Regions from separate parts of the Mus musculus genome. Here all the other regions are linked to region 6. Evidence: chromatin contacts called from public Micro-C and promoter capture Hi-C data. All regions are on one chromosome and are shown on one strand. The core of a region is the stretch at or near the end of the contact, and the rest is flanking DNA. Distances in the headings are between cores, read along the strand shown.

The links. Promoter capture Hi-C pulls out the DNA fragments that hold promoters and counts their contacts. Hi-C and Micro-C count contacts between places; a contact is called where the count stands out from the background.
Region 1: a contact with region 6 is called in a promoter capture Hi-C map of pre-B cells. The contact joins the promoter of Lrrk2 here to the promoter of Zcrb1 in region 6. A contact is called at or near these places in 3 of 39 promoter capture datasets (the 3T3-L1 cell line, the SN4741 cell line and pre-B cells), 1 of 115 datasets of contacts at active chromatin or transcription factors (large pre-B cells) and 1 of 9 other capture datasets (liver).
Region 2: a promoter capture Hi-C map of pre-B cells shows a contact between it and region 6, with 3 times the contacts expected there. The contact joins the promoter of Slc2a13 here to the promoter of Zcrb1 in region 6. A contact is called at or near these places in 2 of 39 promoter capture datasets (the 3T3-L1 cell line and pre-B cells).
Region 3: a contact with region 6 is called in a promoter capture Hi-C map of liver, with 4 times the contacts expected there. The contact joins the promoter of Irak4 here to the promoter of Zcrb1 in region 6. A contact is called at or near these places in 15 of 39 promoter capture datasets (the 3T3-L1 cell line, the C10 cell line, the HPC-7 cell line and 11 more), 1 of 15 datasets of contacts at CTCF or cohesin (large pre-B cells), 8 of 484 Hi-C or Micro-C datasets (CD4 T cells, CD8 T cells, the G1E-ER4 cell line and 5 more), 19 of 115 datasets of contacts at active chromatin or transcription factors (the 230-238 cell line, the NIH/3T3 cell line, acute myeloid leukemia and 15 more) and 3 of 9 other capture datasets (adipose tissue, embryonic stem cells and liver).
Region 4: a promoter capture Hi-C map of liver shows a contact between it and region 6, with 4 times the contacts expected there. The contact joins the promoter of Tmem117 here to the promoter of Zcrb1 in region 6. A contact is called at or near these places in 5 of 39 promoter capture datasets (the 3T3-L1 cell line, hippocampal neurons, liver and 1 more).
Region 5: a Micro-C map of embryonic stem cells shows a contact between it and region 6, with 4 times the contacts expected there. The contact joins the promoter of Pdzrn4 here to the promoter of Zcrb1 in region 6. A contact is called at or near these places in 3 of 39 promoter capture datasets (cranial neural crest, frontonasal cranial neural crest and second pharyngeal arch cranial neural crest), 1 of 484 Hi-C or Micro-C datasets (embryonic stem cells) and 1 of 115 datasets of contacts at active chromatin or transcription factors (forebrain).

The regions. Positions count from the first base shown.
Region 1 is chr15:91,671,698-91,674,887 of GRCm38.p6, reverse strand. Lrrk2 (leucine-rich repeat kinase 2) reads right to left here and starts at 1,664. Exons shown (of 51, transcript NM_025730.3): 1 at 1,451-1,664; 2 at 1,183-1,268. The coding sequence starts at 1,607.
Region 2 is chr15:91,570,962-91,574,576 of GRCm38.p6, reverse strand. Slc2a13 (solute carrier family 2 (facilitated glucose transporter), member 13) reads left to right here and starts at 1,316. Exons shown (of 10, transcript NM_001033633.3): 1 at 1,316-2,002. The coding sequence starts at 1,480.
Region 3 is chr15:94,542,342-94,545,484 of GRCm38.p6, reverse strand. Irak4 (interleukin-1 receptor-associated kinase 4) reads right to left here and starts at 1,825. Exons shown (of 12, transcript NM_029926.5): 1 at 1,659-1,825. It overlaps Pus7l (pseudouridylate synthase 7-like), which reads left to right and starts at 1,978. Exons shown (of 9, transcript NM_172437.3): 1 at 1,978-2,025.
Region 4 is chr15:94,627,547-94,630,762 of GRCm38.p6, reverse strand. Tmem117 (transmembrane protein 117) reads right to left here and starts at 1,578. Exons shown (of 8, transcript NM_178789.4): 1 at 1,461-1,578.
Region 5 is chr15:92,394,566-92,398,151 of GRCm38.p6, reverse strand. Pdzrn4 (PDZ domain containing RING finger 4) reads right to left here and starts at 1,342. Exons shown (of 10, transcript NM_001164593.1): 1 at 647-1,342. The coding sequence starts at 1,237.
Region 6 is chr15:93,396,660-93,399,942 of GRCm38.p6, reverse strand. Zcrb1 (zinc finger CCHC-type and RNA binding motif 1) reads left to right here and starts at 1,609. Exons shown (of 8, transcript NM_026025.3): 1 at 1,609-1,780; 2 at 2,688-2,773. The coding sequence starts at 2,690. It overlaps Pphln1 (periphilin 1), which reads right to left and starts at 1,593. Exons shown (of 9, transcript NM_175363.4): 1 at 1,482-1,593.

The DNA of each region.
Region 1 (3,190 bases), core at 415-2,914, 1.7 Mb after region 6:
AGAAAGCACCTTCAAAATGATTCATATTCCGTGGGTAAAATTCAGACTCTTGGTGCTAAAAAGTACAGTATCTTTATCATACCTCCATCTTCCTCTTGATTTTTGTCTGATAACAACCTGAAAATGACTAGTCAGATAGGAAAGTTTCACAATTGGAAAAATAAAAATATTTACTGCAGATAAAAGTATGCTTTTCTAAAAGAAAATTAGAGCCAGGTATGGTGACATATACCTATAATTATAGCACTGGGGAGCCAGAGGCAGGAAAATGGCAAGTTCTAAGTAGTCTGGGTTATACTGTGAGAACTTGACAGGGTGGGAACAGAGGGAGAAAGAGGAGGAGGCAGGAGAGGAGGAGGAGGAGGAGGAGGAGAGAGAGAGAGAGAGAGAGAGAGAGAGAGAGAGAGAGAGAGAGAGAGAGAACTTGGAGACTAAGAAAAGTTTAGTCTCTAGAATGACTATGAAGGAGTATTCTATTCTTCCCGTGCCTCCAGAGTTCCCCGACAAATAACTCTCAGTATTTGGATGACAAAACTGATTTCAGTTCCCCAGATCGCAAACCTCTAAAGGAAGTTAGCACCTTCAGAAGTAATTCTGTCCTGACTGAAAGCCATTCTTACTTATCCGAGTCTGCTTTAAAATCACAGTTAATTACATAGCCTACTTCTGGACTTCCTGTGACACAGATCCAGACAGAAGTTCTACTTTTGTATCCACTTTGTATGATAACAGCCGCAAAGTAGAAATGTAAACACGGCAGGCGAGGGGGCATTCGGGAAACATCACTTTCTTTAGATACTGGGTGATATACACTGCAGGAAGAATCCTTGAAATGTGTCTTCTAATTTAAAAGTATAAAAGCAAACTGACCCTAGACTTGACTGTTTTATTACTGTTTTTTTAATTACCCTCCCTTGCTGGAAATATTCACTGCACTGCTCTACCAGAAACTCGCTGTATATTAAGGAGCATTCTTAGAATAGTTTGAAAGGTTAACGGACTCACCTTGCCAATAAGAGCCCTGTTTTCATTTTGCTGCTACCACCACCCAGATAATGTCAAAGGTGCTTCTCCTCTGCCAACATTTGACAAGATTTCCCCTCTTAAAGCAAATCTCAAGACCCCGGGACATAAGGCCTATCACAGAACAGTCTTCAGGAACAGATGGGAAGGCCCGCTTACCTGCTGTACACTGGCAACTCTCATGTAGGAGTCCAGGACAATCAACAGAGGCACGTGGAAATTTTTATCTTCAAATAACTTGGAGGCTGGAAAAGAAGGGGGCAAATGGGGGATGAAAACAAAGTCACAAACCACGGCATCCTGGCATCCTTTCAATCTTCCAGGGATCTCAGCTCCTTCCTCCCTGAAGGAAAGGAGTGGGGTGCCCAAGATTAAGACTCAAGTGCAGGATAAAGTTTGCAGAGGAGGGAGGGGCTGCAGGCATTACCGCGGTCCGAGTAGGTGAACACCAGCATGTCCTCCAGGAGCTGAAGCAACGTCTCGATCTGCTTGCCTTCCTGGACATTATTCAGCCTGACTATCAACTTCTTCAGAGCCTCCTCCTCCTCTTCCTCTTCGCAGCCCTGACAGGCGCCACTGGCCATGGTGCAGCCGGCGGGGACTGCGGCGAGCTGGGACGGCTCCTGCTCTCAGAGCTGCTCGGCCGCCTCCGCTGCAGGCCCAGCCCTCGGTCCCCAGCCGCGCCCAGACGGTGACGGCGACCGCCCCTGCCCAGTCTCAGCCCGGCCTGCCCAGCCGCATCGCGCCGCTGGGAACTCCGCCGGGGAAAAGCGAAAGCCGCCACCCCGCCACTAAGAATAGCAAAGGGGCGTTGGGAAAGGAGGACACCGCCCAGTTGGCCCCTTTCAGGAAAGCGGTTTCTTTTAAGAGTTCCCCCTATAGGGAGAGGAGTAATTTGCTCCCCAAAGAATGCAGCGTTTAACAATCAAAATCGGCCAGCTACATGGGCTTTAGGAGTTGTTTGCTTGTTGGTTATCCTGAGCTCTGGTTGTGGTTGCCAAAAGGCCTCTCTCTGTTTTGAGTTTGCAGGCAGGATCTGGGAGCTCTGATTCAGCTCTCAAGGATGGAACTCACAGCAGAGTCAGTGAAGCTAAGGTTGGAAGAAACAGTCTTTAAACGGCATTCTTGGTCTGAACTAGTTATTAGTACTGCTGCCCGGGCCTCTAAAGTTAAAAGGGGTATTCTGAAAGCCGGGGCAACTGCTAATTCCAGCACCTGGGAGGTGAAGACAAGAACCAAAGAAATCGGAGGCCATCCTTGCTTCATACAAGTTCAAGGCCAGCCTGGGCTATAAGAGCCTACCTAGAAAGAAGGAATGGGGGGAGGGGAGAAAGGGAAGGGAAAAGGAGAGGGAGGAAGAAGTAGAGGAAGAAGAGAGAGGGAGAGAGCAGGGGGAGAGGGGGAGGGGGAAGGAGAAGAGGTAAATGAAGAGTTGAAGCAGGAGAAGAAAGGGGAGGGGGCGGGGGAGAAGGGGACAGATCTGCAAGGCACAGTGCTAAAGCATCCCTGTGAAGAAGATGTTGCATCCCAAGAAGAAAGCAAAAGAAAATGCTCACGTAGTAAGGTTTTTCAAGAAGAGAAGTCTCTGGTACAGTGCTGTAGTCAAGGCTTGGATGTTCTATGGTCTCAGATGACCCAACCTCAAGGTTATTTACCCCGAAGGAGAATTAGAGCAGTTAATTTATTTCCTGGCTTCTAGTTCGTTAACATTCTGATAACAATTCACAAACGGATGAGGAGTTCTTTCCTGTCTGAGGAAATGTCTTTGGGATGGGTAAGAGGTGGAGGGGTTTGAGAGGCGGGTTGAGAGCCAAGACACAACTGAAGGTCAGGCTGAAAGTTTGTCCACACTCTGCACTTTCAGCAGAACAAGAAAGCAAGTTTCCATCAGCTTGGGTACTCACTGAGTGCTTCTTGTTGCCAAGGGTTTTCACCTTTGCGTGGTAGTAAAGTGCTAATATTTGCAAGGCTAGAATAGTTAGGATTTGCTTCCAAGTAACCCACGATTGAAGGGTGGGGTCAAAACGGGAAGAATTAGACATGAAATGAACTGGGAATTGTGGAAGGTAAGAGATGAATTCCTGGGGCATTGCTCCTCTCTGTGTGTAATTTTCCATAATGACAAAACTCTCAGCTGATGACATATATGAGACCTATATTACCTCTT
Region 2 (3,615 bases), core at 67-2,566, 1.8 Mb after region 6:
ACGGCAAAACCTTGCTTTAAAGTTACACGATACATTTAAAGTTATTCCTCTGAGATAACCGCCCCCCCCCCACATTTGGAGAAATGTGGTTGGAAAGTGAGATATTTTGGTGACTAAAAATCAAGGTGAAAGGGACGTTGGGAAAGTCTAATAACTTCATAGTGTAATAGGATGACAGAAACAATTTCTCTGAAGGAAACAAGCTTAAACTGCATGAATAGGGTTCGTGCTAAGAAACATTTGTTCAAATAAGGGAAGTAAATGAAGACAGGAATTGTTCACGGAAACCATGGGTTTTAAATTTCTTTTTCATTTAAATCTGGTGTCCTACGCCTGAAGAATGAGACTGCAGCAGAAAGACACTTGATTAGTCTCTATCTCCGGAAATGAAACAACATAAAATAATTTACAGAATATTTAAATCAACGGGAGGTTTCCAAACCAGCCAACAACTGGCAATTAGCAATTAAAACAACCATCCTCAAACCATTTGAAATTACTTTGTTTCAGGCAAATGGGGCATCTAAAATCGCTTCTTCAAATCAATGGGGCAGCAGCAGGAATTGTCAGGGAGAAGGTATCTTTTTAGGCTCGCATGCTGGGCAAGAAAGGTGGTAATTGCCAATCACACAACAGATCACATTCTTGAGTTTCCTTGTTCCACTTGGAATCAGCTAGTTATGTGAGAAGGTGATGTATATACGCACAGCTAAAGTTGCTTTACCTCTGGGAATCCACAGGAAGCCTTCTCGTGAGAGAAGAGTTGCTGTCTGTCTGTCTGTCTGTCTCTTGTCTCTCTGTCTGTCTGTCTCTGTCTCTGTCTCTGTCTCTCTTTCTCCCCTCAGAAAGTCAAGATGCAAATGCATTTTAGAAGGGCGGAATTTAAAGACGGAGTAGCAGGGAGAAAGGAAACTAGAGACACCAGTGACCATGGTCCCAAATTGCTCCAAAACAAACTAATTGCATGAGAGCCAAGGGACACGGACACTCACTGCAAAAGGACAGAAGTAGGTGAGTGTCAGGCAGTCTCAGCCACCTCGGATTGCAAGCAGGAGGGCAGAAGGAGTCTTTCACCTGATCCTTAGCCTGCTGTGAGCTTGAGTGCTCTGGATAGCAAGCAGCTCATCTGCAGCCAGAAGGCAAGCTTCCCTGTGTCCTGGTACCCTGACTCCAAAGAGCTCTTGTCTCCAGGGGACCTCCGCTTAACCCCGCCCACAGAGGGAGGTGGCAGCGTCCAGGGGGAGGAGTTCTTCTCTGTCTCCGCCCACCAGGGGGAGGTGGGTCCCATTCGCCCCTCCCCTCCAAGCGGGCAAGTGACGCACGACCCCGCCCCCGGCCGCTCCGTAGCGCCAGCTTAGCAGAGGCTGCGAGGCGGGTGGCTCGGGTGGCAGAAGAGCAGCGGCTCAGCAGCTGGCAGAGAGTGCGCGGCGCCCCACACGCAACTTCCCCGCAGCCGCCTCGGCGGCGTCCGCCTGTCCCATGTCCCGCAAGGCGAGCGAGGACGTGGAGTACACGCTGCGCAGCCTGAGCAGCCTGATGGGCGAGAGGCGCCGCCGGCAGCCGGAGCCGGGGGCGCCAGGCGGGGAGCGCAGCCTCCTGGCCGCCGAGTCGGCCGCCAGCCTGCAGGGCGCGGAGCTGGAGCGCGCGGCGCGCAGGCAGTTCCAGCGCGACGAGACCCCGGCCTTCGTGTACGCGGCCGCCGCCTTCTCGGCGCTCGGCGGCTTCCTGTTCGGCTACGACACCGGCGTGGTGTCGGGGGCCATGCTGCTGCTGCGGCGCCAGATGCGCCTGGGCGCGATGTGGCAGGAGCTGCTGGTGTCGGGCGCGGTGGGCGCGGCCGCCGTCGCGGCGCTGGCCGGAGGGGCCCTGAACGGCGCCCTCGGTCGGCGCAGCGCCATCCTGCTGGCCAGCGCCCTGTGCACCGTGGGCTCCGCCGTGCTGGCCGCCGCCGCCAACAAGGAGACGCTGCTGGCCGGCCGCCTGGTCGTGGGGCTCGGCATCGGTGAGTGGCCGCGCCCGCGAGCCCCACTGACCCCCTTGCTCTCCCCTGCTCCGCGGTCCTTTGGGGGCTCGGTGGCACGAGCGCCCTGGTGGCTGTGGAGGATGCGTTCCCTTCTCCCGGATTCCCACGTGGAATCTGCGGTCGCCCGCGGGTCAGTCAGCGCCGGACAGTCTGGAGCAATTCAAGATACCCCAGCTTTCCCCGATCCGGCCTAACCTGAGGCCGCTTGTTGAGTTTAGGAGGGTCTCCACATCCCTGCCATCCCTGAGAGTGATTTCCCCACTGCCAGTTCTCCTTTAGGATGCTAAGCCCACCGAGCTTTAAACGAACTGCGAACTGCAATAATTAGTAGAGTCAAGGAGTTTTGAACTCCAAAATCCCTGCTCCGTTCCAGTTCCATCTTCTCTGCAGTGGATCATTTTTAAATAGAACACTATTTTCTCTCCTTGCTTTGTGCTCTGTGGTTGACTTTCAACCTTTCCACCTTTCTAGATGAAATCTGTCTCCCTTTCCCACCCGACTTAGAACTTTTACTTTGGGCCAACATTCACCATTCTTGTTTTGCCTTCTCTGCCTTTTCCATATGGGAACCAAATTATCCATTAAAGGTCACGTTCATTTCCTAGATTCAGTTAGGAGCCACTCCTGTGGATAAATGCCCAGCAAGATAGACACTTGCAATTTACTTTAGAAATGAAGAGATGTAGGTTCTCTGGGCATTGATTTTTTTTTTTTTTTTTTTTTTTTTTTGTCACCCTGTTTGCTGAGCGGGGGAGGCACTCTTGGTGTGCTCTTGGCAGAGGGAAGCTGTTTGGGATGTGCCCAGTGTTATTAGAAAGCACCTTTAAAGGGAGAATGGGAAGTTGTGACTTAAATCTCACTGGTAGTTTTCCAAGGCTATAAAATGTTTCCTTTTATAATTCAGTTTCCTTTAGGGTAAAGCGTTGCTTCCCCATGGGAGGGCTAGATGGATTCCCGGAGCTGTCCCTGAGCTGACCACTCTTCACCCTTCTGGATAGGTTTGTAAGGGGAAGCACACTCATTCATTCAACTCTGCCTCTAGGAGCCACGAGCCTAAAACCCCAGCTCACTGTACCCGTATCCCCTGATCACCGACTCTGCTTCTATGGGTAATTACTGAAGCATGGCAAGGCTCTCTGTGAAATGTGGATTTGGCAAAGGAAGGTCCAAATGACCACCAAAGAGACAAAAATCCATGGAAATCCCCTCTCTGTGTAAAAATGCCCTGTGCCTGTAGGATCCTTCGACAAATAACCTGCCTAGGACTCTAATCAGCATCATCTGCCTGGGATACAGATCCTCTCTTATGCCTCTACCTTCTTTTCTCCCCCTTGGCAGAGAAATCACACTTCAGTTGTCAGAGACTCATTATTAATTCCCAGACTTATATCTGGAGATTGATGTTTTGCAGAGGTGTCTTAATGAAACTCCTGAGTATCAGATGAAAAATTGAAGCATTTTGTTGATTCTTGCCTGACAGCCTGGGGGCCCTGTCATGTCAGGGTCCTTCCGGATGTATGATACAGAATTGAAAGGAGAGCATCCTCTAGAGTTGGCTTCGCAAATGGGTCTAAAGGCAGCTAGAACTGGCT
Region 3 (3,143 bases), core at 576-3,075, 1.1 Mb before region 6:
CTTTACCTTTCTAGACCTTGTTTCCAGGACTCAGAACTAAAGCAGCTGGGCTGACGCCATCTCTGTGTCCGTTAACCTCTCTGTCCCATCAGAGCTCAGAAAAACTTACACGTCAAAGCCGCTTAACACCTTTCGGGACCAGCTCAATTCCTTGGCTGCTACAGTGCTCTGAAAGACTAGACCTGACTGCTAGGGGTGACCTTTGTGCCCTCTCCTCTGTGAACAATGCTTGTGGATTGAGATGGGGCCCAAAGACACAGGGAACAGACCAAAAAAAAAAAAATGCAAAGTAAAACAAACAACAACAATAACAACAAAGTACAAAAAACAAAACAAAAAAAAAAAACAAAAAAACCCCACAAAAACAAAAAGCCCAGCAAGCTTCCTCCTATATAAGAATTTTTGGTTTCTTCCCACTCTGGCCCCTCCCCCTGGTCACTTCTTCCTTATACTTTTACGCAGTCTGAACTTCCCCCATACCCAAACAACCATGTTCTACACTAGCTGTCCCAATGCCTCTCACCCTACAGCAGCCCCGTTTGTTCCTGATGCATCTGCCAAAAGACCTTTGAGATGCCGAGAGATGTCCACAATTTCTAAACACTGACATACTTCAGTGGCCACTAAAACGCTTTGGGTATACTAAAATGTATAATGTCATCCATTCACCAAGACATGTCCTATCTGTGACAGATATTAATCCAGGTGCCTGAAAAATAAAACGTTAGGAAGAATAGGGAGAAAAGGGAGGCAAGAACACAGGGGAGTTTTATTCTAATGATGGAAGAAGGTAGCAAGCTGAGAATGCATTTGGCAGTCTGTTAAACGCTGCCTGCGGTGGTTTGAACAGGAGGGGATTCCATCGTCCCTCATTTGAGTACTTGGTTCCCAGTTGGTGACTTGTCTCAGTTAGGGTTTCCATTGCTGTGAAGAGACACCATGACCAAGGCAATTCTTATAAAGGACAGCATTCAATTGGGGCTGGCTTACAGGCTCAGCGGTTCAGTCCGTTGTTGTCTGCAGTGCAGTCAACAGAAGTCTGTGCTACTGTAGAGTGCGAATTCATCTCCTAAGTTGTTTTGTTTGTTTGTTTTTTGTTTGTTTCTGTTTGAACAGGGAACACAACAAAGACAAGACTGGGAGGCCCAAGTTTGGCCGGAGTGATCAGATCAGTCTTGAAACATGTAGGAAGCAAAAATGTTTAGCATGAAAATAGGAGAATTAAAAAAAAAAACCCTGAGCTCTTTGGCATACATCTTGAAGAATTACTCCCAGAAACGGAAAAATCGATTTTTTTTTTTTTTTAAATTTCCTGCTTTGGGGCCACTGTGTCCATTCCGAAAGCTAATGGTGCTTTCTTGCTCTCTTGGGAATGCTTTTCCTGCCCCTCTCTTGCTTCCAATCTGTCTTGCGCTTACCTCTCCCTCTACCTGTTGGACTGTCTGACTACAGCTAGCTTCCTATGCTCCCCATAGCGAGCAAGCGAGACACTCCGGCGGCAGAGCAGCGCACAGAGGCTGCGGGGCTCCCCAAGCCTCCTCTGCCCGAGTGCGCCCATTTCCTGGTTCTGGAGCGAAGCGACTGATCACCAACCCGGCCCGGGACAGAGGACAGCGGAGAGATCGTGGCTTGAGATCAGCCTTCCTCATACAACCTACTTCCTCTCGGACGTCCCTCGCTTCCTGGACAAGGCGATCGGCGTCCCGCCACGGTCCGGCGAGGACTCGGGGGTGGAGGACGCAGGACCACCAGGCGACTTCAGACTGCCTGCGATCGGGATGCTGCGGGTCACCGGGGCATCATATCCCCCTGTGGGACAGGGAGGGCAGGTCAGCTAAGGGTGAGAGTATAGGGGCGGAGCCAATCCGGAAGGCCACGCCTTTCCCTCCCCGAGCTCCACCCAGGGAAGAGCTACACCAACCGGAGCCTGTCCCTTTAAATGTCCCTGTAAGAGGCTAGGCGGCGGAAAGGCTTCTGGGCATGCGCACTGTGTCACTCGGCGGACCACTTTCTCACGGAAGCGAGGTAGAGCTCACAGAGTCTATTAGGATGCCGGGTCACCGGTGGATCCAAGACTGCTGGACCGGGGAGGGAGGCGTGGTGGCGGCGCCCAGGGAGCGGGGTGGGGTTGGGGTGGGAGTCCCTCTGCAGCCTCGGCTCGCCCCGCGGAGCGGAGGAGGAGCTCTTGCCACCCTCGCCCCCACGTGCCCTGTCTGCCCGCCTCTTGACTAGCTGCTTGACTGCCATGCCTTCGTGCTGCACTGTCCCCACGTGTAGCCTGGAAAGCCGTCCTATGGTCTTTCTTTTCCAACAATCCCTAGGGTTCCGAGGACCCCTGTGGACTTGGTCAGAGCTGACTGCTGATTTCCATCTGCCATTAGAAACAACTCCACGGGGGCAGATGCCAACCTTTGACAGGGTGTTCACTATCTTTCCTTGTCAGCATTACTTCAGCTGTATTCTCCCTATCCCCTCTGCTCTGTGTCAGGGCTTCCCCCTTCCCCCCCCCCCCCCCAGTGCCCGTCTTGATTGTACTTGCACGTGGTATTTCTACCCCGCTTCTGTCTCTTGAACTATTTCCAAAGTCAAGTAGCAGTTTATTATATACCATTCCTGATTATCATAGACAAAAGTTAACACTTCTTTCTTTCTTGTCACCATTAACGCTCTTACTGTGTTCTACTTGTATCTGTTCAACTAGTATCTACTGCAGACCTACTATGTCCTTGGTGCTGTTCTGAATATGGGCTAGTCAGAATTCTGGCTCATGTGGAACTGACACTTTAAGTTGAAGAAGATGGACAGTAAATAATGAACACATTAGCTAGTCATGCTATACAGGAAATTAAATCAGTTTTTTTCTTTGTGTGTGTGTGAAAGAAAAGAAAACAGGTTCCTAAAGCTTATAGATGAATCCTATAGATTAGATTATTGGTGGGTGAAAATGTCTGAGGATGTAGATGATCAATTACTTGTAAAGTCTGGGAAATACAAGAGCTAGGCAGTGAAGCTGCTCTCTCAGGGCTCCGTGTGTCGTGGAGAGAGTAGATTGTGTGAGGACTGTGATTCATTCCCTATAGAATTGGCCTTGGGCCGCTGCTCCAAGAAAACACCATGAGACTTTCTTTTCTTCTATGCCAGTG
Region 4 (3,216 bases), core at 329-2,828, 1.2 Mb before region 6:
AGGTGCGGGGAGGAGCAGAGCACTTTGTATAACCCAGCACCCATGACAGGTTTTATCGTGCAAACAGCAATCACAGAAGTACATCTGGGGCCCTTGCTTTCAGTCCCGTCCAAAGACCACACAGCCTTTTAAATAAAGCAAAGCTTTCTCAAGCAATCAATGTAACCACCTAAGTGCCTCTGGATAGGGACCTGGATGGTATCTGTGGTACCCAACTAATTTGCAGCATCACATTGGTAAATCACATCCTTTCTCGTCACATTGTATCAAAGTTTAGTAATTTTCCTCCTCCGGTGTTTTTATCCTTGCAGACCTTGGGACATCGATAAGCAAGCTTTTTAACCCAGAAGCGAAGAGTGAAGTTGGTTTGAAGGTCTTCCAGAAAGACAGCATCCCAGTGTAATGGTGAGGTGGGGACCAGCCCGTCCTATTGGGTTATAAAGTGGAGACGTGACCATTGGACTGACCCTTTAAGAAAGCACAGACTGCCCTTCGGGCCATTTGCTTGTTGAGGTCTTACTCCAAGACAACAAAACTCAACGGGCTGATTAAAGTTCATTCAAGCCCGGAGTTACCTTTTAAGTGACTGGCAGTTTAAAGCAAATTAAGAAAAACTGATGGGTACTTTTTTTTTTAATCACAAGAATTATATGGAGAATGGGAGAGCAAGCAGTGGCGAACGGCTGAGTCAAAATCCCCAGTTGCTCTTAAACTACAAAGGTTGAGGGAATAGAAAGATACTATATCCAGATGGATCGATTGATTGATCAATCAATGGATGGATGGATGATAGATACAACAGAAATAGTTTTTACATAGATTTTACCACTATATTCAGTAAATTACAACTTGCTACAGAATGCAAATCAAACCATAAAAGCTTCCAAGACTGAGGTGGGGGTACCTCATATTTTACATACTTCAACTCACTTTGTTCTTTGTGTCCATACACTAATATCAAGGTAAGTATCACACACACACAAACACACACACACACACACACACACACACACACACACACACACACACACCGATGTTCCACAGAGGGTAGAATGAATCATAGCAGGCTAGATGTTCTCTCACGGGTCACACACAGCCGCGGGCCTGTGGTATTTTTCAAAATAGAAATGGAAAACTAGTTTTTTTAATTCAGTCACGATGGAGTTCGCAAACACACAGGCCTTCCCATTTCCTTCCCGAAAGGACACGGAGGAAATGCAACCTGTTCCTTTCCCCGGCAGGCAGGCAGCCGGGGGCTTGGGTCCCTGCGCCCCGGAATCGGTGGAGCGGGAAAGTTCGGGCTGCCCGCGGCCGGTCCCCCGGAGCCTCGGCTGGCTCGGTCCCCGGCCGGCTCCCGCGTCCCCGGCCCGGGGGCACGCGGGGCTGCGGGGCTGCGGGGATCCGGCCTGCCTGTGCGCCCGGGACTGCGGGCCGAGGGCTGCGGGCCGCCGCGTACTCACCGGAGGGCGCGCGGCTCGGCCACCGCGGCGGACGCAGGACGAGCGGCGACACGGGCCGCGGCGCGCTGCTGTCACCTGGCTATAAATACCGCGGCCCACGCCGCCGCCTACGCTGGCCGCCCTCGCCGCTCCCGCCGCGCCGCAGAGTCGGCCCCGGACCGCGCCGGGCACATGCCGCCACGCCCGCCCGCCTGCCGCGCCTCTGCGGAGCCAGACCGGACCGGACCGGGCGGGGCGGGGCAGGGCACGGCAGGGCACGGCAGGGCACAGCAGGGCAGGGGCGCTGCGGCGGCCTAGGGAGAGCGCCACCCGGCCATGGCCTGCTGGAACCGCATCAGCAGCACCCTGCGGGGAACCTGCGCCTGCCAGCAGCTGGGACCGCTAACTTTCTAAGGCGACCTCGGTCACACAGCATCCCTGCCTGCGGCTGTGTGAAGGGTGGGGGTGGGCAGAGGGTCTGTGCCTGTGTGTGTCTGTATGTCGGTCTATGTGTGTCTGTGTGTGTGTCTGTGTGTGTGTGTGTGTGTGTGTGTGTGTGTGTATATATATACACATATATATATGTATATGCATATATATGTGTGTGTATCTCTGTGTGTGTCTGTGTATATGTAAATTTATATGTGTATATGCATATATATTTATGTGTCTTGTGTATATGTATGGGTATACGCACATGTGTGTGTATCTCTGTGTGTCTGTGTATATGTAAATTTATGTGTGTATATGCATATATATTTGTGTATGGATGTATATATATTCACATATGCATGTACACATACATACATGTGTGTGTGTCTGTGTCTGTGTGTATATGCATATATATGTGTGTGTATCTCTGTGTGTGTCTGTACATATGTAAATTTATATGTGTATATGCATATATATTTATGTGTATTTGTGCATATATCTTCACTTATGTGCGTATACATACATATATGTGTATGTATATATAGATGCACACATATGCATATATGTAAATATGTGTGCCCATATAGACAGATTGGTACATGGCTGTGTCTCTGTATATATGCATATATAGATAGTTGTCTGTACAGAAATAGTGTGTGTACATAGATACATACACGCACACATAAATACAAATATACGATAATGTATACATTGCACAAATACGTGAGCACACATACACTCATGCACACATGTACACATAAGCACATCTCCCCAATGCTTGTCATTGGTGTGGGTTGTCTAGTTCTCTGCAGCATGTGTCAGGAGGAACCTTTGACTTGGCCTAAGGAACCCCTCTCTTTCCTCATGTCTGCTGCTTACTCAGCCCCTAATAGCAACCGCTACCTCAGCTTGCTGGCTGCTTTAATGTGTTAAACGTTGCTATATCCAGCATGCACATAGCTAGCTACTGCATACTGACAGCTGGTGCTAATGGGAATGATCACAGTCTGTACTGTGGAATGGAAAAGGAGATCATTCTTGGGTGCCAACAGCAGCACATTTAGGAAGGCCAGGGCAACCCTTTTCCTGGCTGGACTGAGGATTCAGAAGTGAGTTTTAGGAAGCAGAGGCAGCTGCGATATCTGCGGACTTGAAGTGGCCATGGAGAGCAAGTCCTAGGGGGCTCTGCTGTCCCTCCTGCTGGCTTCACATTTTTGCAAGTGACAGTGGTCATAGTTTATTTTCTGGAAACTGTGGCTTAGCAAGTCTCTTTCATGGTGTGTCTACAAATTTCCTTGTGTGCATCCTATGTCAGCATTCTGTGCATTTCACTGTGATATTTGGT
Region 5 (3,586 bases), core at 93-2,592, 1.0 Mb after region 6:
GATAAACACGTCTCTCTACCCAGGCTGCAGCTCGCAGCTCAGGACTAGCCCCTTCCATGAAGTAGGGAAGACAGCTGCCTCTGCCAGGTACTCAAGGAGGCACTGTGACTTCAGGCCTTTGTTCTTGTCCTGGGACAGGTCCCCAGGTAATAACAGGCACACTGGCCACCAATAAGGTCTCGTGAGGTCAGGAGAGAGGAATCAACAGGGAAGGTCGGTATCTCTGTCACCACCATCCCTCGAGGCCCCTGAGCTGAGGAAAGGGTGGGTAGTTAACTGATAGGCATATTTTGGCAGAGAAAATAAGTCTCTCACAGCCAATTAACCGGTTTACTTATAGAATTTGCTCCAGGCACAGGCCAAGGACGCGAAAGATGGGCAGCTTAGGTGAGCAGGGGAGTGGAAGATGAGAACAGAGTGTGGATGGGAAAAGAGTTCACTCAATTTCTCCTCCTGGAGAAGTTGAGTTTGACTCCCTTAATCCTAAACGGTGTTTCTGGGGCAGCGATGCAGATGAAGGTGGCAGAGCATAATCAGATGCAGCTCTGAAAAAGGGATGGCACCTCCATAAGGAGTCCTCAACAGTCGGGAAGACGCTCCCCTTCCCATCCCAACCGTGCTCTGGGGTTCATTCCCCTGGGCTTACCTGGCCGCGGCCTCCCGGGTTCCCGACGAAGTTGCGCGTGTGCGCCATGTACAGAGCCAACTTCTCCTGATACCTGCGCTGCAACAAGCTGACCTGCGCCCGCCGCGTCTTCCCCACCCCGACAGCAGGCGACAACCAGAGGCCGACCTCCAGGTCCGGGTGGCCCCTCACGCGCGTCCCCACTCCAGCAGGTCTTGGTCGCCGGGTGCTTTTCCTCCCCGCCGCCTCCGCAGCCGCCTGGGCAGTGGCTGTCACAGCCGCTGGCAGGGCCGAAGGCGCAGCGCTGGATGTGCACTGCCAGCACCCGCAGTCGCCCCTGTGGCCACAGCCCTGTCCGCTGTAGTTGCACTGCACGCGCAGTTGCTGGACCAGGCTGCGCAGCGGCAGCACCCGGTACAGCTCGCCCGGCGCCAGCGGCTGGCACTGCAGCGGGCACCAGCGTCTCCCCGCCGCCCAGGGCAGCAGGCAGCTGGCGCAGAAGACGTGCCCGCAAGGCGTGCACGCGGGCTCCTCCAGTACCTGGCCACACAGTAGCTGGCACTGGAAAGCGGGGTCCACGGCTTCCGCGAGACGCTCCAAAGCGAAGCCCATGCTAGTGGTGGGAGGGAGGAGAGCCAAAAGGGGTGTCCCCGCTTCTTCTTTCAATCACCCCCAAGCTGCGCCAGGGCCAGCGGTCTTACCGCTGCTGAGCTCTTTGAGGGGGGAGGTTTGTGTGTGAGCTCAGAATAAGTTTGGCTTGGAGTTTCAAAGCTGTGGCTAGGTCCTGACTTCTCTGTATTGAAGCTCATTGAAGCCACCTGAGTGAACCCTTCCCCATTACCCACTTCTTTATGGCTTTGTAATGCACGGTCTTTCAAGTTTATCCTTGAGAGGGAGGCTTGTTTACAGTAGTGTTTGGGCCAGCTTTATTCTTTCTCTGAGTCTAGAACTTGAGTCCCCCAGGGTGCTTTGTCTGGGTACAGCTGGCCATGGGCAAAGCATTGATACTGAGAATGTTAAAGTCTACCAGGGTGGAACATTCCAGGGATCAGGATCTTGTGTCAGGCAAATCCTTAGTTAGAAAGAAAAAAAGTTTGAAGTGATGAATACACTTTTGTTCTTTCAAGGGAGGTAACTAAAACAAAAAACAAACAAAACGTCAACTAAGAACTCTGACTCTAAAGCTTCCGCGCTGGAAAAAAAACAAAAAAACAAAAAACAAAAAACAAAAAACAAAAAACAAAACAAAAAAAAAAAACACGTAGGAAATCATCCCCAGAGCCAGGCTTCTCAAATCAAGATATGGAAATCAGGTGATTGTAGCAAAGGGTGATCTCTGAACCAGCAGTGAGGGTTGGGGACAGGCCAGTTGTCTGCCTGGGGCACTTTTTTCTTGCTGTGGGGGAAGGCAATGAGCAGCCTCCCTCCCTTCCGCCAGGTGAAAAGACTAAGGTTTCATTAACTGCAGCTTGCCTCCCAGTTCAGAGAATTGTCACGCTCTGTATTTTCCACTTTGAGAAGTATTTCACTACTGGGAATGGGCTATGAGAAACATTTTACTATTGGGCACGGGGTATGGCCTTTTGAGCACCTGGAAGAAAACAACAACAACAACAACAACAACAAAGTGATAATCATGAACAAAAGAGGCACGGTTTCTCTGCATAGCCCTGGCTGTCCTGGAACTCACCCGGTAGACCAGGCTGGCCTCTAACGCAGAAATCCACCTGCCTCTACCTCTCGAGTGCTGGGATTAAAGGCATGCGCCACCCCGGCCCGGTTAGAAGCCTCTCTTTACTCAAACAGAAGAGAATCATTCCAAATTCCAAATCCCTTCTAGTTTGTCCTTCGGTGTGTGGCCTGCCTTCCTGAAAACATAGGGGACCTTCCAGGGCCATCGCCTTCTCCCGAAACTTAAGAACACAAAGAGCCCATAACACCAGGTAACACCGGGATATAAGCACGTGGTTTACCGCCGTTAACCAGAAACCATGCGAGATGCTTGGGATGAGGATTCTTAAATTAATCACCCTCCTTGCCAGCTGGGTGCTGTTCGTGGAAGGCTGTGAAGAGCATCAGTACAAACAAATCCAGACTTGGTGATAATAATGGCAAATAGCTTCCAATCAGAACCTTCTGAGAGCTGTTGAGAGCCAAGGAAACCTTGAAGTGATGTTCCAGATATCTGAAATATTCTTTTTGTTTTTGTCAAAATAAAAAAGCTATATTGTATATGTTCTACACATCTATGTAGTCTTAATTTTTTTAAGGCCGATTTTATTTAGAGTTCTTAAACACATCAACTTCCCTTCTAGCCTACTGACTGGAGGTAGGAGAGGGAAAAAAAGGTTACTAGGAAAAGAGGGTTGAGGACCTGTTGAGAAGTAGCTCCCTCAGGTGACTCCACTCTTGGTTGTCAGGTTAACAGCAGTTCAGTTCAATAGCAAACACCTAACATGAGTCAGAAACCGCCATGTGATCCAGCAGAAACAGCAAAGCTCTGCGGAATCAGCATGAGTCAGCAGAAGCCACGGCATCAACCAGAATACCACAAGAAGTTCTTTTGAACGTTTCTCTCTAGTAAGTGAAGACCAGTGAAGACCAGTGAAGACCAGTAAGTAAGGCATTGCGTGGCACATCATAGCAGTAGTCTTTGTAAACACCATACACCCTCTGAAATGTCTGTTTTCAGCAAAAGATCATAAGACAGTTTCCAGAAAAACACCACATGACACAATTGAGTTTTTAAAGAAATCAAAATTTTCCACTTCAAAGCTACCACATAAATTTTATTTGCTGATATAGTTCAGAGTTTCCCTCCATTCAGTCTTATCTTTCTACAAACAGGCATGATAGTCCTATTATAAAAGTAAGGCATGAGCAGACTGTGGCACAGCGTTAGGAACTTATAACATTTTGATTATTGATGGGAGGACAGATGTCCAAAGCCATGACCGTAGA
Region 6 (3,283 bases), core at 360-2,859:
AGAATCACCAGTTCTAGGCCCTGCTTGGGGGGATGGGGGGTAGGGGATGGGGATTATATTAATAGAAAGAGGTAGAAGGCAGGGAAATCATAGGACCAAAAGGAAAAATGAGAACAAAAACTGAAAGAAAAAAAAAATCAAGGAAATGCAATCAATTCGATACAGATGGAGCAACACCAAATCTTAAAACCCAGATGTCAGGGGAAAAAAAAAAAGTTCAATTTAAAGGCAAAAGCCACAGCTTTGTTAAAGAGTCAGAAAACGCAAGACAGTTTCAAAACAAGGCTAATAAGTGTTTGCTAAGCAGACAAAATAAGATTCCAGGAGCACAGACGATGCGCTCAGGGTGAACTAAGGAAGGAGAAGCAGTGGTACCCCCAAATCGAGAGGAAGCACGAAACAGCGCGGAGAGTTAAGGCTCAAACAATTAGAAGACCAAAGGGGCTTACATCGTGGGCGATAACCAAGCACAACCGGGATGTGAAGCCTGGGAGTTTGGGCTGGCCACAAGTTTGCCATGAGAATTAGTCCCAGTGGTCCCTTGGTGGACGCCAAGGAATTAATGCCTCTCAAAACTCAGCGGCGCCCTGGGTGGATTGCACTTCGTCCCTCCGCTTCAGTCAGGATTGATTGTGCAGGCTCCACGACAGGCTCTGGGCTCCGGGCTGCTGACACGCAGGTTCCCAGGGAGTAGTTACAGGCCTGGTCTGTACGTGCTGGTGGGTAGAAGTTAAGTTTAAACTACCGGGCAAAATAAGCATTCGGATTTCTCTGTAGAAACGACGAGCTCTTAAAGAATAATCAGTGTAGCCGGGCGGTGATGGTGCACGCCTTTAATCCCTGCACTCTGGAGGCGAGGCGGGCGGGATCTCTGAGTTCGAGGCCAGCCTGGTCTACAGAGCGAGTTCCAGGACAGCCAGGGCTACACAGAGAAACCCTGTCTCGGAAAACAAAAAAATAATCAGTGCGTACCCATTCCATATTTTCAGAAAGGAAAAAATAGTAATAAACAACGGGACGATGGAGCTGAACATCTGTCCGTGCCAGTACTCAAGAATGGGTCACTGTGTGACTCCAACTGTCCCCACGTGGGCTTTGTCTCCCCGGCCACACTGACATTCTCAACAGCAAGTGGATTATTTTGGCACTCTTTTGTCCGTCTCTCAAAGTGCCTATTACAGAGTCGGTTAGGTCCAAAAAATAAAAAATAAGATAAAAACCCAGACTTCCTGACTGACCTGGCGTCACTGAAGTTGCCTGGCTGAGAACTCCCCTTTTGCTTACTAAACTCCTGCCGAGAAGCGGAACCTGGGTCTCACTCTCCTCCACACTTCGCTTTCCTCCCGCATCCACTGAGTCCCTCTCCAGGTTCCACTAGGAGTCCAGAATAAAGCACATCTCCATCGCCGCAGGAAACGTCCGCCCGCCCGCCCGCCGGCCGCATGCGCCCCTCGCGCCTCTGCGGAGAGCCACTCGCTCACCTACGTCCCACTGCTGAGCCTCCGCCTCTGTCGCCGCCGCCTCTGTCGCCGCCGCCTCAGCCGCCGGTGAAACCCGCGAAGCCAGACGTCCGCTCGCCCTAAAGGCACTTCCGGCGCGCGCGGTGACGTCGCCCGGCGCGCCAGCCTCCGGCCCGGGGCCGTCGGGGTTTGGGGGAGTCGGAAGGAGCGCTGCACCGCGCTGCGTTCGCGGACGCCCGCGCTTTTGCGCGCCGCGGAAGGCAGCCGGAGGTGAAGCCGCCGCGGGCTCGCATCCTCTCCGCTTCGCCTCTGCGCCGAAGGTAAGCTCCCACGGCGCCGGGCCCAGGAGACGGCCGCGGCCCGGGCCTCCGCCTCGGCCTCCGCCTCGGCCTCGGCCTCGGCCTCGGCCTCGGCCTCGACCCTGACCCCAGCTCCGGCCCCAGGAACGTCCAGCCGGGGTTAGCATTTCTCAGAGTGAGAAACTGGAAACGCGACAAGCAGGTTTTGGCTAGCTAAGGCTTTTTGAATAATCCTCCTACTGGGCCAGCGGGGCGCCCTCCGGGGTGCCGGGTCCATTGTCATTCATAGGGGTTCTTAACACTTGCTGCCGACCGACGCGATCGTTTCACCTGTAATTTGCAGAGTTTTAACAGTGACGTTGATTACTAAGCACATTGATAAATATACAGGTTAATGTCCCATTCAAAGTAGGTAATCCATGTAATAGAGTGTCATTTCATGATTTGGTTGTGCACGAAATTTAAAAATCTAAAGAACTTTATCAAAATGTGAAACTACCCCAAGCTTAACAAAACCGAGTCTCTGTCGTCATGGCCTACCTATATCAGTAATCCATATATACAGACGTAGATACAGGAGTTTTTTTAAAAACAAGAACAAAAGAGGCGGGGTAGACAGGTGTCCCTTTCGGAGGTGGGCGAATCCTTGGGAAACATCTTTTCCGCTTTTACCCTAAGAAGGCGTTAAAAATAGCCTTGTGGCTTCTCCATCTCTCTAAAACCCCTCTTCAATCGCACCGCAGCCCTAAAAGGCTTAACACCCGCTGCTAGAAAAGGAATATGGTAATTCACACCCTACCCACACTGGTACTCTAATCTCTTTAAATGAATGGAGCCTGAGGAATTCTACCCTAATTAAGTCAGTGATGGTCCTTGTTTGGTTCTACTTGGAGTAAGATTCCCAATGTCTCCTTTTTTTCCGTTTTAGAAATGAGCGGTGGCTTGGCGCCAAGTAAAAGCACAGTTTATGTATCCAACTTGCCTTTCTCCCTAACAAACAATGATTTATACCGGGTAAGTTGTATGTACATCTAACTAATGGATTCTTTCTTTAGAGACAATCTGAAGCTTAAGCAAAAATACTGCTCCCTGGGAAAATTTTTAGTTGATATCTTCTGCAAATTTTAGTGGGAAATTTTTCAATTTTGTTTTAATTTCCCAAAGAGAATTTGTTGTTTGTGTGTTTTTTCGAGGCAGGGTTTCTCTGTGCCTGACTGGCCTAGAACTCACTCTGTAGAACAGGCTATCATAGAACTCAGAGATCTGCCTTCCTCTGCCGCCTGTACTTGAGTGGTGGAACACTTGCCTAGAGTAGTTATCACACACCTGTAACCCCAGCACAGGGGAAGCTGAGGTAGGAAGATCAGCTTGGACAATTTAGACCCCATCTCACGAAAGAGAAAAGAGATACTGAATTAGGCTTGGAGGTGAGATTTTAGACTGAATGATAAGAAATAACCTTATTTAAAACATACCTGGGGGCTGGAGGTGAAGTATAGTTGGTAGGATGCTTGTCTTGCGTGC